2 separate regions of the Sus scrofa genome follow, and region 2 is linked to region 1. A link is a contact called in public HiChIP or PLAC-seq data. All regions are on one chromosome and are shown on one strand. The core of a region is the stretch at or near the end of the contact, and the rest is flanking DNA. Distances in the headings are between cores, read along the strand shown.

What was found. HiChIP or PLAC-seq counts read pairs in DNA pulled down with a chosen protein or histone mark.
Region 2: an H3K27ac HiChIP or PLAC-seq map of alveolar macrophages shows a contact between it and region 1. The contact joins two enhancer-like sites. A contact is called at or near these places in 1 of 47 Hi-C or Micro-C datasets (epiblast stem cells) and 1 of 2 datasets of contacts at active chromatin or transcription factors (alveolar macrophages).

What each region holds. Positions count from the first base shown.
Region 1 is chr13:50,627,517-50,634,638 of Sscrofa11.1, reverse strand. All of the region lies in intron 12 of FRMD4B (FERM domain-containing protein 4B), which reads left to right. Among named protein-coding and RNA genes, the nearest start is that of LMOD3, 77 kb to the right of the region's middle. Within about 2 kb of position 3,193, at least 8 of the 83 cell types and tissues checked have an H3K27ac peak or open chromatin away from gene starts, as enhancers often do. A contact at or near this core is called in alveolar macrophages, where this site is marked.
Region 2 is chr13:51,193,657-51,200,778 of Sscrofa11.1, reverse strand. It overlaps a transcript of MITF not described here. Among named protein-coding and RNA genes, the nearest start is that of MITF, 190 kb to the left of the region's middle. Within about 2 kb of position 3,333, at least 5 of the 83 cell types and tissues checked have an H3K27ac peak or open chromatin away from gene starts, as enhancers often do. A contact at or near this core is called in alveolar macrophages, where this site is marked.

The sequences.
Region 1 (7,122 bases), core at 1,944-4,443:
ATGGCCACATGTTCCGGTAGTTGTGGGTATGAGTTGAGAAGTGAAGCAGAATAATCAGTGGTTGAGAACCAGTAGTCTAAGTTAAAATTTGACAGACTCACAGTCCTTTTTTTGCAAAAGACTGCCGTAATTGCTGCTGTTTTTTCCTAGGAGGTAGAGCTGGGAACTACTCCTTTTTTTCCCCCTTTCCTTTTTAATTTATTATTATTATTATTATTTTTTATGGCCATACCTGTGGCATATGGAGGTTCCCAGGCTAGGGGACTAATCAGAGTAACAGCTTATGCCACAGCCACAGCAATGCAGGGTCCGAGCCTGCAATCTACACCACAGCGCACTACAATGCCAGATCCTTAACCCACTGAGCAAGGCCAAGGATCGATCCTGCAACCTCGTGGTTCCTAGTCAGATTCATTTCCACTGGGGTCACAACGGGAACTCCTCCCTTTTCCTTTTATTAGATAACATCATGAATCTCCGTAGAAGATTCTCCCCAGATGAGAAAGGCAGGATAGTGTGCTATACTTAGGCACTGAGGGGTTTGGATCCATGATTGTGCTCAGGCGTGGATCCCAAATCTGTACCTTTAGCTTTGTGACCTTGGCCAGTTTACTTAAACCTCTCTGAGCCTTAGCTTTATCTTCCGTGAAATGGGGCTAAGTAGCACTTCCCCATAAGGTTGTTGGAGACTTGTTCAGAGTCACATAAATATGTGATGGGTTGAAGGATGGCTGGCTGGATAGAAGGGAGGTCAATTTGGCTGTCTCAAAGCTCATAATCCTGCAAAATTCTAATTTTCTGGTACTCCAGAGGGCAAAACAGAGCTGCTAGCTGAATCATGGATACTGATAGTATATTTATCATGTGTAACTTTTTTGAAATGAAAAAAAAAAAGACTGAATCAAAAATATGGTAATTTATGGGAGTTCCCGTCGTGGCACAGTGGTTAACGAATCTGACTAGGAACCATGAGGTTGCGGGTTCGATCCTTGCCCTTGCTCAGTGGGTTAAGGATCTGGCATTGCCATGAGCTGAGGTGTGGGTTGCAGATGCAGCTCGGATCCCGCGTTGCTGTGGCTCTGACATAGGCCGGTAGCTGCGGCTCCGATTGGACCCCTAGCTTGGGAACCTCCATATGCCACAGGAAGCGGCCCTAGAAAAGGCAAAAAGACAAAAAAAAAAAAAAAAAAATGGTGATTTTGTTTTGCTTCGCATTATAGCAGGGAATCACCCTATGTGAGTCATTATTTGATGTACAGTCATATACTACAGCTGGGACTATCCTAAATTTAGTCATTTCCAGGTGAATTTGCAGTTAAATGATTAACCTGTATTATAAGTGCTATTTAAAAAAAAACCAACCAAGCTTTTAATGACGTCTTTCCTGTCCTCACCTCATGTGAAACTTTCGGGTGCTGTCTACAAGATTCAAAAAGACAGTTGGATGCGTTCTGTCTGAGACTTTTCCTCATCTCTCATTACCCCAAATATGCCCCTTGCTGGTGGCAGGTGAACATTTCTCAGAATTTGTGTACATGCTGTGGCAAGTCTCTTTTTTTCTGAGTATTCCACACAGGTGGGAGCTTGCTAGCTTGCTGCCATGCGTTTCCCAGCAGATGTGCCTTTGACCCATCTGTCTGCCCCTCCTCTGTGACCTCTGTGATACTAGAGCAGAAAATAGATTTCCTACCTAGAGGGTTTATCAGGAAACTACCAATGAAATAAACAGAGATAGAGCAGTTTTTACAGAGGGCAAAGCTCGTAGAATTGGAAACCTGAGAGTCACGGATGTGTCATCAGGGTAACTTGGCCCTTTCTCATCAGTGGAAAGACAGATGTGGGATCCAGACAGCCATTTCTAGTTCTCTTTCTGCTGTTAAGTGGCTCTCCTCCATCTTTAGAAAAGATAGGCACTTCTCCATCTTCAGAAGAGATAATAAGAGAATTGGACTCAGAGTCCTTCATGACAGATCTGACTAGCTTTATCACTTACTGAGCATAGATTCTGAGCCAGGCACTGGGCTAAGTGCTTTGTAAACATAATCTCACTAAACCCTTCCAACAACCCTCTGAGAAAGGCTTTGTTGGTCCCATTTCACAGATGAGGAAACTGAGACCTAGGAAAGTTAAGCAGCTTGCCAAATAAAACAGATGTGTTGAAATCAGGATGGAAATGTCCAATGGGGTCCAGTGAGTAGGTAAGCACCATGAGGCAGGGGACCTGTCCATTATTTGCCAACTACATCAGGACCTCTCACGAAGAAGGTGGACAAGAAGTATTTGCTAACTGAAGAGGAATGATGAAAAGACTCCAAGAGCTACTTAAATATGTGACATTTGGTTTCCTAAAAGTCCCTCTTCTTTTCCTTATAGTCCTTTTTTCTAAAGTTTGGCAGTGGCCTTGGATTTTTAGGAACCAGTGTGATTGTAGGATAGGCATGGGAAGGAGGTGATTTCTTGTATTTAAGTCTGTAATAGTGGGTGGGGTCTAAATATTGATTATAGGTTTCAACAAAGTGGCTTAACTATTCAAGCCATGCATCTCATTAAATAGAGTGTAATAACATGGCTCTTATTCTAACTTTACATCAAAGGATAAAGGGACTAGATTCTGATTATGGTATTTTATACAAGTTGGCTTTTAAGATAGATTTTGATTCCACTTTGATTTTGTCAGTTTTTAAATTTTTGATACTAAAAAAAACTTTGATCAAAGTATAGTTTTTTTGTTGTTGTTTTTTGCTTTTTAGGTCTGTATCCAAGACACACGGAAGTTCCCAGGCTAGGGGTCGAATCAGAGCTGCACTGCCAGCCTACACCACAGCCACAGCATCGAAGGATCCAAGCCCAGTCTTCACTTACACCCCAGCTCATGACAGCTCCGGAACCCACATCCTCATGGATATTAGTCAGATTCATTTCTGCTGGCCACAGTGGGAACTCCTGAAATATAGTTGACTTACAATGTCACACTTTTCTTAAGACAAGTTGATTTGTAACCTAAAGATACATTTTCTTCCTGTCGTAGTATTTTTATTATTATCTTTTTGTTACTATCACTGTTCAGATTGCTCCTCTTTGACTTTTTTATCTCTCTGTTTATTTATTTTGCAATCTCAAACTTAATCCCAGCTGTTGTTTCATCGGTTGCTATCTACTTCCTTCTTTTGATGCTAAAAGGCACAATTAATCATTCTAGATGAGCATAGAGTAGAAAGAAGTCTGGAAGACCTACCTAATTCATAGTTTTATTGTCACCAGGCAAGTATTTCCTTTTGTCACAAACACTGTGAATTATAAACACAATTTCAAACTCATTGCTACTAGTGAGTGCCACATAAACAACAATAGATATCAATTAATAATTGTTATTATGCTTATTTAATGATCACTTTGGATCACAGTTTCATACTCTTAACTGTTTGCAGGCAAAGCTCCACCCCACCCCACCCCCCAACTAAATCTCCAACAATGGGAATGGGCCTGGGCAAAAATTTTTTCTGTTTTAATATGAAAGTTACAAATGTTGTTTATAGAAACACATGCATATAATACAATATATATAATAGTTTTGTTCTGTCCTATAAGACATCGTACCCTATAATAGTCCTACTCTCTATTATGGGCACCTGTTTTCTCCAAACAATGGAAAATAGAAAGCCTCCTCTTCTCCTTCTACCTTCCTCTGAACTTTGATCTTTCCTCTTAAGTGGTTTCTTGCAGCTGTTCTTCTTTCAGGAGGTTTAGAGTATTCCTTATATATGTCAGGCCATTTCTCTAAATAGATGCCCCCAAGAAGTCAGATCAGCCTGATGGATATTTCTTTGACAATTTCCTCTTATCTGTCCATTGGTCCAAAATCTCAAGCAATTTTGCTGTGGGGGGTGGAGGGGGGGTGTTACTTACCCGAATGAAAACTGGTTAGTTACCTGCTGTGTGCCAGGCACTGTCCTAGGCAGATTGCATGAAGAAAGGAATCCACTTCATCTCCTCTCCATTGCTAGCTTCAGAGCCTCATCCTGGCTCTCTGAGAACAAGAACTCCAATATCAGAGTTCCCCGACATGGTGCAGCAGAAACAAATCCGACTAGGAACCATGAGGTTGCGGGTACGATCCCTGGCCTCGCTCAGTGTGCTAAGGCTCCAACGTTGCCGTGAGCTGTGGTGTAGGTCAAAGATGCAGCTCACATCCTGTGTGCTATGACTGTGGCGTAGGCTTGGTAGCTGTAGCTCCAATTCTACCCTTAGCCTGGGAACCTCTGTGGGTGCGGCCCTAAAAAGCAAAAAAAAAGAACTCCAAGATCATTGAGAAGCACAGTAGAAGGATGATTTTAGAAATTTAAAAAAAGAAAGACTACCTGCCAACTAGTTCCAGTGCCACTGCAATTGTGTTTTCCTATCAACTTCATACCTTGATAATAATCACAGTAGTGACAGATTTCTAAAATAGAAGCTCCCCAAATGGTTAGGAAGTGGAAATCTCACTCTAGTATGGTAGACCAACCTTTGTACATTTTATATAAACTTCCATTACTTTAAATAGACAGGAATACCAAGAATCTGATAAGACCCACATAACCACTTAAATTGTCAATTACTGTAGTTTGTCATATTTACTTATTTTTATTAAATCAAACATGACTGGTAATGTTGAGGTTTTCTGTGCCACTTAACCCCTCATCCATTCTACCTTCCCCACCCTAGCGGCAACCGCTGTCACAAATTAAGTTTGTGCGAACACTGTTGACTTTTATTCTATTACAGGAACATACGTGATACCACATTTTGCAAATTTTTAAGCTTTCGAGTGGGGCAAGGGCTTTGCCTTTCAGACTTCAAAAACTCAGTCTCATTCCCATAACTTTGTGTGCAAACTCAGTTGCCATTTAATTACTTCAGACTCTTTAAATGAACTGAAACCCTTCGTCTTTTAAGTAGGGTTCTTGCTCACAGGAAGCCCCGTCTCGGCTCTCCGTGCAGGGCCAGGCTAAATGGAGGCAAAAGCGCTAGTATTTCACGTTTGTAAGTGATAAGAGGGGGAGGTGGTGGCTTTCAGAGATCAGGTTGCAAGTCCAGCCCTGGTTTTTCTGTGTGTGGGAATGGACGCAAAGGAAAACACAGCTGAGCTGCATTGTGGCTCTTCCTGTAGAACCTGTTCGTGGGCCAGGGTGAGTAAACCCGGAGACACGTCTCCCTCACCCAGCCTCTGGTGAAATTTGTCCCTGGATTCAAAGCAGCTTACTTCCCAGGAAACACCATCCAAATCCAGTCTGTACCCCCAGTTGAAAACGGTATCTATCTCCTGGGAAAATCGGCTAAAGACAACTCGGATGTCCTCTCCCTGATGGCGAGAAAGGAGTGGAACCCGGGAGGTGTCTCTCAGTAGAGTTGCTGATGTCAGTAGCGTGTCAGCCGTGGGAGGCTCGGTTTGTGAAACTGAGTTACACCTAAGTGTCTTAGGAAACTCTGTTCAGAACTCACCGGAGCTGCCAGCCAGGAGGGGGGAGGGGAAACGGGGGGAGGGGAAACGGGCCTCGGAGTTTTCCTTCCTACTTCTGTCCCATTTTTGGATCCTCGGGATTAAAAGAAATGAAAGCCTCAAACCTATGGACATCTGAGGAAATCGGTATGTAGCTTGAAGCTCTTGCTAATTCCTCTTTCTACCTGAGTAAGGATTATAGTGACAGACTCTGTAGTTCAGCCTGTGAAGGGCTGTGTGCTTCGTGGGTGCTGGTGTATTTTACTCTGTTTGGGGTGAGAGTCCAGTGTGAACACTTTTGTCTCCAATCTGCTTATGTATAGGAATCTTCAGCTCATGCTATTCCTTTCTTTTTATTTGATTTTTAAAATTTTCTGTTAGAGTATAGTTCATTTACAGTGTTGTATTAGTTTCAGGTATACAGTAAAGTGATTCAATTACACATATACATACATCTGTTCTTTTTCAGATTCTTTTCCCATATAGGTTGTCACAGAATACTGAGTAGAGTTTCCTGTGCTATATAGTAGGATCTTGTTGGTTATCTCTGTTATGTATAGTGGTGTGTGTATATTCATCCCAGGCTCCTAATTTATCCTTCCCCCCATCTTTCCCCTTTGGTAACCATAAATTTGTTGTCAGTCTGTGAGTTTGTTTCCTTTTGTAAACTAGTTCATTTGTATCATTTTCTTAGATTCTACACGTAAGTGATATCTTATGATATCCTGCTGTTCCTTTACTTGAGTTTACATGTTGATGAAAAGTCTTAGTTCTTGTACCTGAGAAAATAGTTTTGCTGATCATGCATTGCAGAGAAATTGTTAGCCCACTGAAGTGCTCTTTGAAGATTCTTTTAACGTAATTTAAAAATCTAGCCAAAGTCCAGTAATGGAATGAAATTGTTATTCTGGTCTTTCCCCAGTAATCAAGACTGGGATGGAGAAGAATTTAACTCTGAAGTCACAGTTGAAAGGATGAGCTGGGGTTCAGGCTCACCTAAGACTTGGGAGTGAACCCAGAAAACACAGTGGGGCCACGCTCAGTTCTGTGAATGAGCTAGCTACTTTTTACAAGTTACTTAAGTTTCAAGCACCCATTGCTAGTAATATCTTTCTCCCAACCAACTGGCAAATAACACCCAGGGCAGCGTTAGAATGTCACTGTGGGAATGTAGAAGTGGGTTCTCCTTACAAAAAGTAGAGGCTCTAGCTCAGGGTCCAGGAGGGCAGCTCCAGCGTTCACTCCCACCCTCCCCGGCCTCCAATTCCGGGCAGGAGGTTTCTGTTGCTTTTAGGGGAACACTTATAGGCGGGGAAACAGAGAATCACCCCTCTGGGGTTCCGTTTTACTTTCACTTTGCTTGCTTTTGAAATTTTATCTGTGGTCTTATGGAAACATCTCTTTGGTTATCTTTCCATTTAAATATGAAATCAACATCTTTGATCAGAAGGCATGTGCTTACTGGAATCTACCATTTCCTTACTCTTTTATTTAGTTGAGTCAGAGGAAAAGTAATATGCATGGTCCCCACAGTTGCCTGCTTTTATTGTTCAAGGAAGATTGATGAGGTGAAGGTGACTGTCAGAAGAAGGAATAAAATAGTTTCAGGTTGTAGTTGATTCACTTAAAAAGATTGCATTCCG
Region 2 (7,122 bases), core at 2,084-4,583, 570 kb before region 1:
TTTCCTACCAGAATGACTGAACAGGTAACGGACGGCATGCATTGTCTCTGGTTTAAACCTGCCAACCCCGAGAAATAAGAGAGCACTGATGACCCAACACTCAATAGACAATATTCCCTCAGAGAAGACCGGTACCTACAAAACACTCTCCAGCAAGAAATAGAGCAATGGGACTTCCCACTAGGGCACAGCGGTTTAAGGAACCAGCATTACTGCAGCTGTGGCATAGGTCACAGCTGTGGCTCGGATTCAATCCCTGGCCGGGGAACTTCATATGCCACAGGTGAGGCCCTAAAAAAAAAAAAAAGAAAAAGACCGATGTACCTCTAACATTTTTAGATACCCAGAGACATAGACAGATGAGTATTCCATCTTACACCATGGGGAGATGTCTACAGAGATAAATCAAAGCAGCAGGCATACAGTTTTGTAATGACTAATGCTGACCAAAATGCTTCGTAAAATCAGTACCACAAGTAGAGACCCACCTTGTTCATTCACTCAGGAAGTCCCTGGCTCTCTGATGGTGTTACAAAAGATGCCCTGATGCTCTCAAAAAAAAAAAAAAAAAAACAGATCATTGCAAGGCTACAGGCTTCCTGACAAGACACAGCCCAGAGGTCTCTATTGATACTATCTCATGCAAATCTATAACATTTCGCATGGTAGTTAAAGATACATGTGAGGCAGGAAACCAGGAACAGAAGATTTGAAAACTTCAAATGGATGACATTTTTCTTTGTATACATAAGAATTACATTTTTTTAAAATTGTTGGTCTTTCTTCTCTTTCACTAAACAAGAGTGTGAACGCTTTTACATTCATTCTGTCAATTTCTAACCCATCACTGCTAGAACCCACAAAGTACATGGCTCATCATTAAAGCCATCAACTAGTATTTTTATAACATCTTCCTCTCCATTAGATCATTATATTCTTTTATTGAAAATATTTAACTCAATACTTTGCAATGACTAATGTTTTTAACACCCACATGTCAAGGCAGAAGTTATGTTCATTACACAACATTATGATGTTTCAAGACCTTTGGCATTCAAAGATAAACAGTCCAGAACATAATAGACTGGCTACGACATCATAAAAACATATAGGAAAAGCAATTAACAAGTCAGGTTAGAAGGGAAAAAGAGAGAGATGAATGGAAACCATAAAGATGTTAGGAGTTACATGTTCAGTGGTAGACCACAGGATGGGTAAGTAGACAAGACTCTTGATGTTATCCATATCCACTAGGGCCATTCAAAGAAGATCTTTAATGAGGCATGAGGAAAATCTACAACTCACACACCACGCCCTGGTGAATGATGAAGTATCCACCATCCCATCTTCTGCTACCTTTCTTGAGGCCTTCACAGCCTACCTCCTTTCAACCATCAGAAACAGATTTGAAAACAAAGAACTGTGCAGTCAAGCATTCTGTGAGCACCTTTAATAGACAGATCTATTTATCTTGGATTCAGATGGTCAGCCACACCCAGAGTTTCTCTTTACTTCATCAGAAACTTAGTCCTCTTTCTATTCCAAAATCAACATGAGTTGTTATGCCTGATCACTTCCTATCCTGCCTCCCTCTAGATACCCCAATATGGACAGAAATCACTGCAGCATGACAGACAGGAGGGTAAGCTTTGAAGTCAGTCATCTGATTAAGTCTTGGTTCCACTCTTATTTGAATGACTTCAGGCAACTTTATTACAATGGCATAGCCTCAGTTTTGCTATCTATAAAATGGGATCCCACCTACCTCATATAATCAAACTAGCATTTGAAATATAGCTAGTATTTGTCTCAATATATTGGTCATTAAACTAGATCCAAATTATTCATTCCTTCTGCTTCAGGTTCTTGACTTTTCTAATAAAGGAAAAATCTGGAGAAAAAAAAAAATCACATAGGTATCTTCCTTATCCCAGGACTAAGACAGATGAACACACACACACAGACACATGCATGCACACACACAAGCTAAAGTCATTCCTCTAATGATACACAAGAATACATTATGAAAATGCAAAAGGTAGGCTACAGATGCAAGGTAGAACAAGATGCAATCTTCGATACTTAAACCCCACTGTTCTACAATTTTTATTACTTTATTTATTACTATATTTATTTATTTATTTATTTATTTTGTCTTTTTAGGGCCGCAGCAGAGGCATATGGAGGTTCTCAGGCCAGGGGTTCCAAGAGGAGCTATAGTCGCCAGCCTATGCCAGAACCACAGCAACTCGGGATCCAAGCCATGTCTGCGAACTACACCACAGCTCAAGGCAACACCCAGATCCTTTACCCACTGAGCGAGGCCAGGGATCAAACCTACATCTTCATGGTTCATTAACCACTAAGCCACAACGGGAACTCCAATTTTTATTACTTTAGCCCCAGTAGGTTTGTTTCCAAAACACAGAAAAGATTAAAGCACTAATACAAGACACAGCCTGTGGTAAGGATTTTGAAAATCCTAGGTGCTGCTGTTATTGTTGCTGTTTGTGTTTCTTTGTTGTTATTACATTGTGTGACCTCTCTGCTATGCCCCTCAAAACTGCTGGGCCTACTGAAAACAACTCTTTCCTTCCATCCTTCCTAAAAGAATTCCAAGCACTCCCAACAAGTACTCAATTAATGTTTACAATGACTATACTTATAATTATAATATGCTAATTTTCAATACACTGAGAAGTCAAAAGCATCACCTTTATCTTCGAGGCCATGAGTAAGCTGGGCTTGTGACTTTAAAAACTTCCTACACCAGAATTTCTAAGCCATTTCATTGCTTCCTACTGGATTCATCAGCAATGGTCCCCACAATTTCTTTCTTTTTTTTTTTTTTAGGGCCACACCCTCAGCATATGGAGGTTCCCAGACAAGGTGTAGAATCAGAGCTACAGCTGCCAGGCCACACCACAGTCACAGCAACACCAAATCAGAGCCATGTCTGCAACCTATACCACAGCTCACCGCAACACCAGATCCTTAACCCACTGAGCGAGGCCAGGGATCAAACCTGCATCCTCATGGATGCTAATCAGATTTGTTTCTGCTGAGTCATGAAGGTAACTCCTTTTTCATTTTTCCCACAATTTCTCTGTGCTTTTTTTCCAAGTCCCCATTCTCACTCCCCACCATCTAAAGAACAGTAGTAATTACATCAAAATGAAGAGTAAAATATCAGAAGAGTTGATTTAATCAGAATGTTGATTAAAGATCTGGAAGTGAGGAGCCATTTTCATTGGCAAATAAACTGGTAAAATTGGAAGATCAGATGCCTGGGAAAACTTGATTACTGTAACATCCTGTTACTCCACCACAATGCTGGAGCAGACAGTGTTTGAACATGTCTTCCCCACTAAGCATGTGTTTTTTAGCTCAGAGAAAGAACTGCCAGAGAAAGACAGGTGCTAGGAAATAATTTTTAATACAATTCACCATCCTTATTCATGGATTTCCTATTTCTGAGTTTACCTATTGCTAAAATGTATTTGTAACTCCAAAATTGATATCTGCAGCATTTTTACAGTCATTTGTGGATAGAGAAGTGAGAAATCTGAGTCATCCACAACATGCATTCCCAAAGGAGGTTAAGAAAGGCGACTCTCTGCCTCTTTGTGTCAGCTCTCACATGGTAAAAAGTGTCCTTGGAGGGGTCTATCTAGTGCTAAGCTTTCAGCATCTGTGTATTTTTTCTTCATTACTTTACTGATTCCCCCAAGCCTACCTAATGCTAAAAAGTACTGTCTGAAAAAAATTAAAAAATTTAAAAAGAAAATGTACTGTCTGGTGTTACGAAACATGAGATGGCTAGGAGGTGCCTTAAGGAGAAAACACAGGTGGTAGATAAGCTTCCTTCAGACATGACTTAACAGTGCTGTGGCCCTAAGTTCAATGTTAATGAATCAATAATTATAAAATAAAGTGTCTTTATCAGAAACATAAAGCAAGGTTATGTTTCAAGCAGTTGACAAACATGCTGTGACCACAGGCTTGCAGGAACCTAACCCTGTATTCCTAGGAATGATGGTTCAGTATTCCCAAACTATGTGTTCATTCTGAGTCTATAGAACAGAAGTACAAGAACTGACTACCTGTTGATTTCCTCTCTTAATGCCAACGGTAGGAACAACAATTAGTGCCCCCACTAACTTCATGTACTGAGCATTTTACAGTCACCAAGCATGTGACACATGATCTTTTTTCATCCCCCATATTTTAGATGAGAAAACTGGGTTCAAGAAACCTTAACAATGGCTCACAGCTAATAAGAAAAAAAGTCAAGATATTTTCTAAAATACTTTTTTCTAAGAGTTTAACAGAGTTCCCCAAAGTTAAGGACCCCTTCTTGCACACCAGAAATACTTTATTCATTTCAGTCCTTCTTTATTCAATAAATATTTATAGACATTTAGTATACTGCTTCCCAGAGATTTCCAGGGAACTAAGAACTTTCCAGTTCCCATAGCGCCTCTTTCAAGTGAGGACTGAGAGACAGTAAAATTAATATTGCCTATCAACCTATTAATAGCTAGAAGATGCTTGAGTTCTTAAAATACACATCATTTTTTAAATAAAGTCTTCAAACAAGGTGAAAGCTAAAGGCTACTTTTAGTGAATACCTATTTAAAATATATTTCTCATGGAGTTCTCGTTGTGGCTCAGCGGAAAGGAATTTGACTAGTATCCATGAGGATGCGGTTCCATCCCTGGCCTTGCTCAACAGGTTAAGGATCTGGCATTGTCGTGAGTTTTGCTGTAGGCTGCAGACGCAGCTTGGATCTGGCACAGCTGTGGCTGTGGTGTAGTCCAGTGGCTATAGCTCTGATTTGACCCCTAGCCTGGGAAACTCCGTATGCCATGGGTGTGGCCCTAAAAAGACAAAATTAAATTAAATTAAAATATATTTATCATTTATACATGATTTCTTTTATATATGATCTCACTTATATGTAGAATCTTTAAAGAAGGAGTGAGTTCATACATATAGAAAACAGAATGGTCACTGCCAGAAGCTGGAGTGGGGAGCAGGTGGGCAGAAACGGTGAAAGTGGTCACAGGGTAAAAAAAGTCCAGTTATAAGAGAAATACATGAGGGGAATGTCATGTACATCATGATGACTATTGTGAACAACACCGTATTGCAATAAGCAGCAAGGATCTACTGTGTAGCACATGGAATTGTAGCCATTATCTTTTAATAACTTTTAATGGATATCATCTGTAAATAAACTGACTCAGAATGCTGTACACTTGAAATTAAGAGAATACTGTAAGTCAACCATACGACTGAAAAAAACAAATTTTTTCATAAACATCAAAACAAAAAATATTGTATATTGGCTAGAGAAGAATAAATTGCTGAGAATAAATCTTAAAAGTTCTCATCACAAGAAAAAATGTGTAACTACGTACAGTGACAGATATTAACCAGACTTTTTTTTTTTTCCTTTTTTAGGGTGGCACCCATGGCATATGGAGGTTCCCAGGCTAGGGGTCAAATCAGAGCTACAGCTGCTGGCCTACGCCACAGCCACGCAGGATCTGAGCCACATCTGCAACCTACACCACAGCTCATGGCAATGCTGGATCCTTAACCCACTGAGCAAAGCCAGGGATGGAACCTGCATCCTCATGGATACTAGTCCTGTTCATTATTACTGAGCCACAACAGGAATGCCTTAACTAGACTTATTATGGTGATCATTTCTCAATGTACATGAATATTGAATCATTACAGTGAAAACCTGAAGCCAGTATGTTCTAAGTCAATTACATCTCAATTTAATTATTTTATACTGGTTACATTTTGACTTGGTAATATTTTGGGTAGACTGGATTAAATAACTAATGCAATGAATAAATAAATCAAATATATATATATGTATATTTGTGTGTGTGTGTGTATACATATATATACTTTTTTTTTTTTTTTTTTTTTTTTGCTTTTAGGGCTGCACATGCAGCATAAGGAAGTTTCCAAGCTGGGAGTCAAACTGGAGCTGTGGCTGCTTATGTATGTAAGAGCCATAGCAACTCAGGATCCAAGACATGTCTGCAACTTACACCACAGCTCATGGCAACACTGGATCCTTAACCCACTGGGCAGGCCCAGGGATCAAACCCATATCTTCATGGATACTTGTCGAGTTCATTACCACTGAGCCACAGTGGGAACTCCTCAAATACATTTCTTTCACGGGGTGACTGATGTGACCAAAAAGCAGGCTTTTTTCTTCCCCCCAGAAAGAGTCCCTCAGGCCCCTGATGATCCAGTCTGGGTTCCATGCCAACCATCTGCAGCCACTCATCTGCCAAAAGCAACAGCCCTTAAGGCTTATCCTTTTTATTCATCATTATCTCTGGACTACACAGTAGACTCAATATTTACTGAATAACACCTCATGGGCAAGGAAAATATGCCTGAAGGTCTTGCAAATAATTCCCAAACCACGACTCTGAGAAGAAGAGAGTCAGCTAAGAAGAGTCAGATCTCTTGATGTCCATTTGTTGAGACACTCAAGAAATAAATCTCCTCTGAAATCTCCACAGGCTTCCCTGTCCATTCCCTTTCCCTCTAGTGATGGGTTTCTTCATTCTCAACTACAGCCTACACAGCTGATCCATCCTGCTCTCACCAAGACGCAGAGCTCAGAAGCCCACCAGACTGGGTGGTTCCTAACCATCCTTCCCGGGCCTCATCCTGTCCTATGCTCATGAATTCCCGGAGCACACTGGCTCTCACCCTAAAGCATCTAACTATACATCTTTCACTTCTGTATATGTGGGGGTGGGGGGTGGGTGTATGTATGTGTGTGTGTGTTTTAATAACATGGAAAGAAAGAAACTGTCCTTATGCCTGTTTCTTTATAAAACTCAGGAAAGCAACTGTTTAGCCAAGAATGAAATTTCAGTTAGTCAGAACAATACCATGAAAAGGCTGCAAATAATCTGAAAATCCTATATGTGTTTGTATTAATATATATACGTACAGTTTCTGATAGAAGGTGTCTCCCATGGAGTCCCTGTCATGGCTTAGTGAAAACAATCTGACTAGCATCCCTGAGGATGCAGGTTCGCTCTCTGGCCTCATTCAGTAGGTTAAGTATCCAG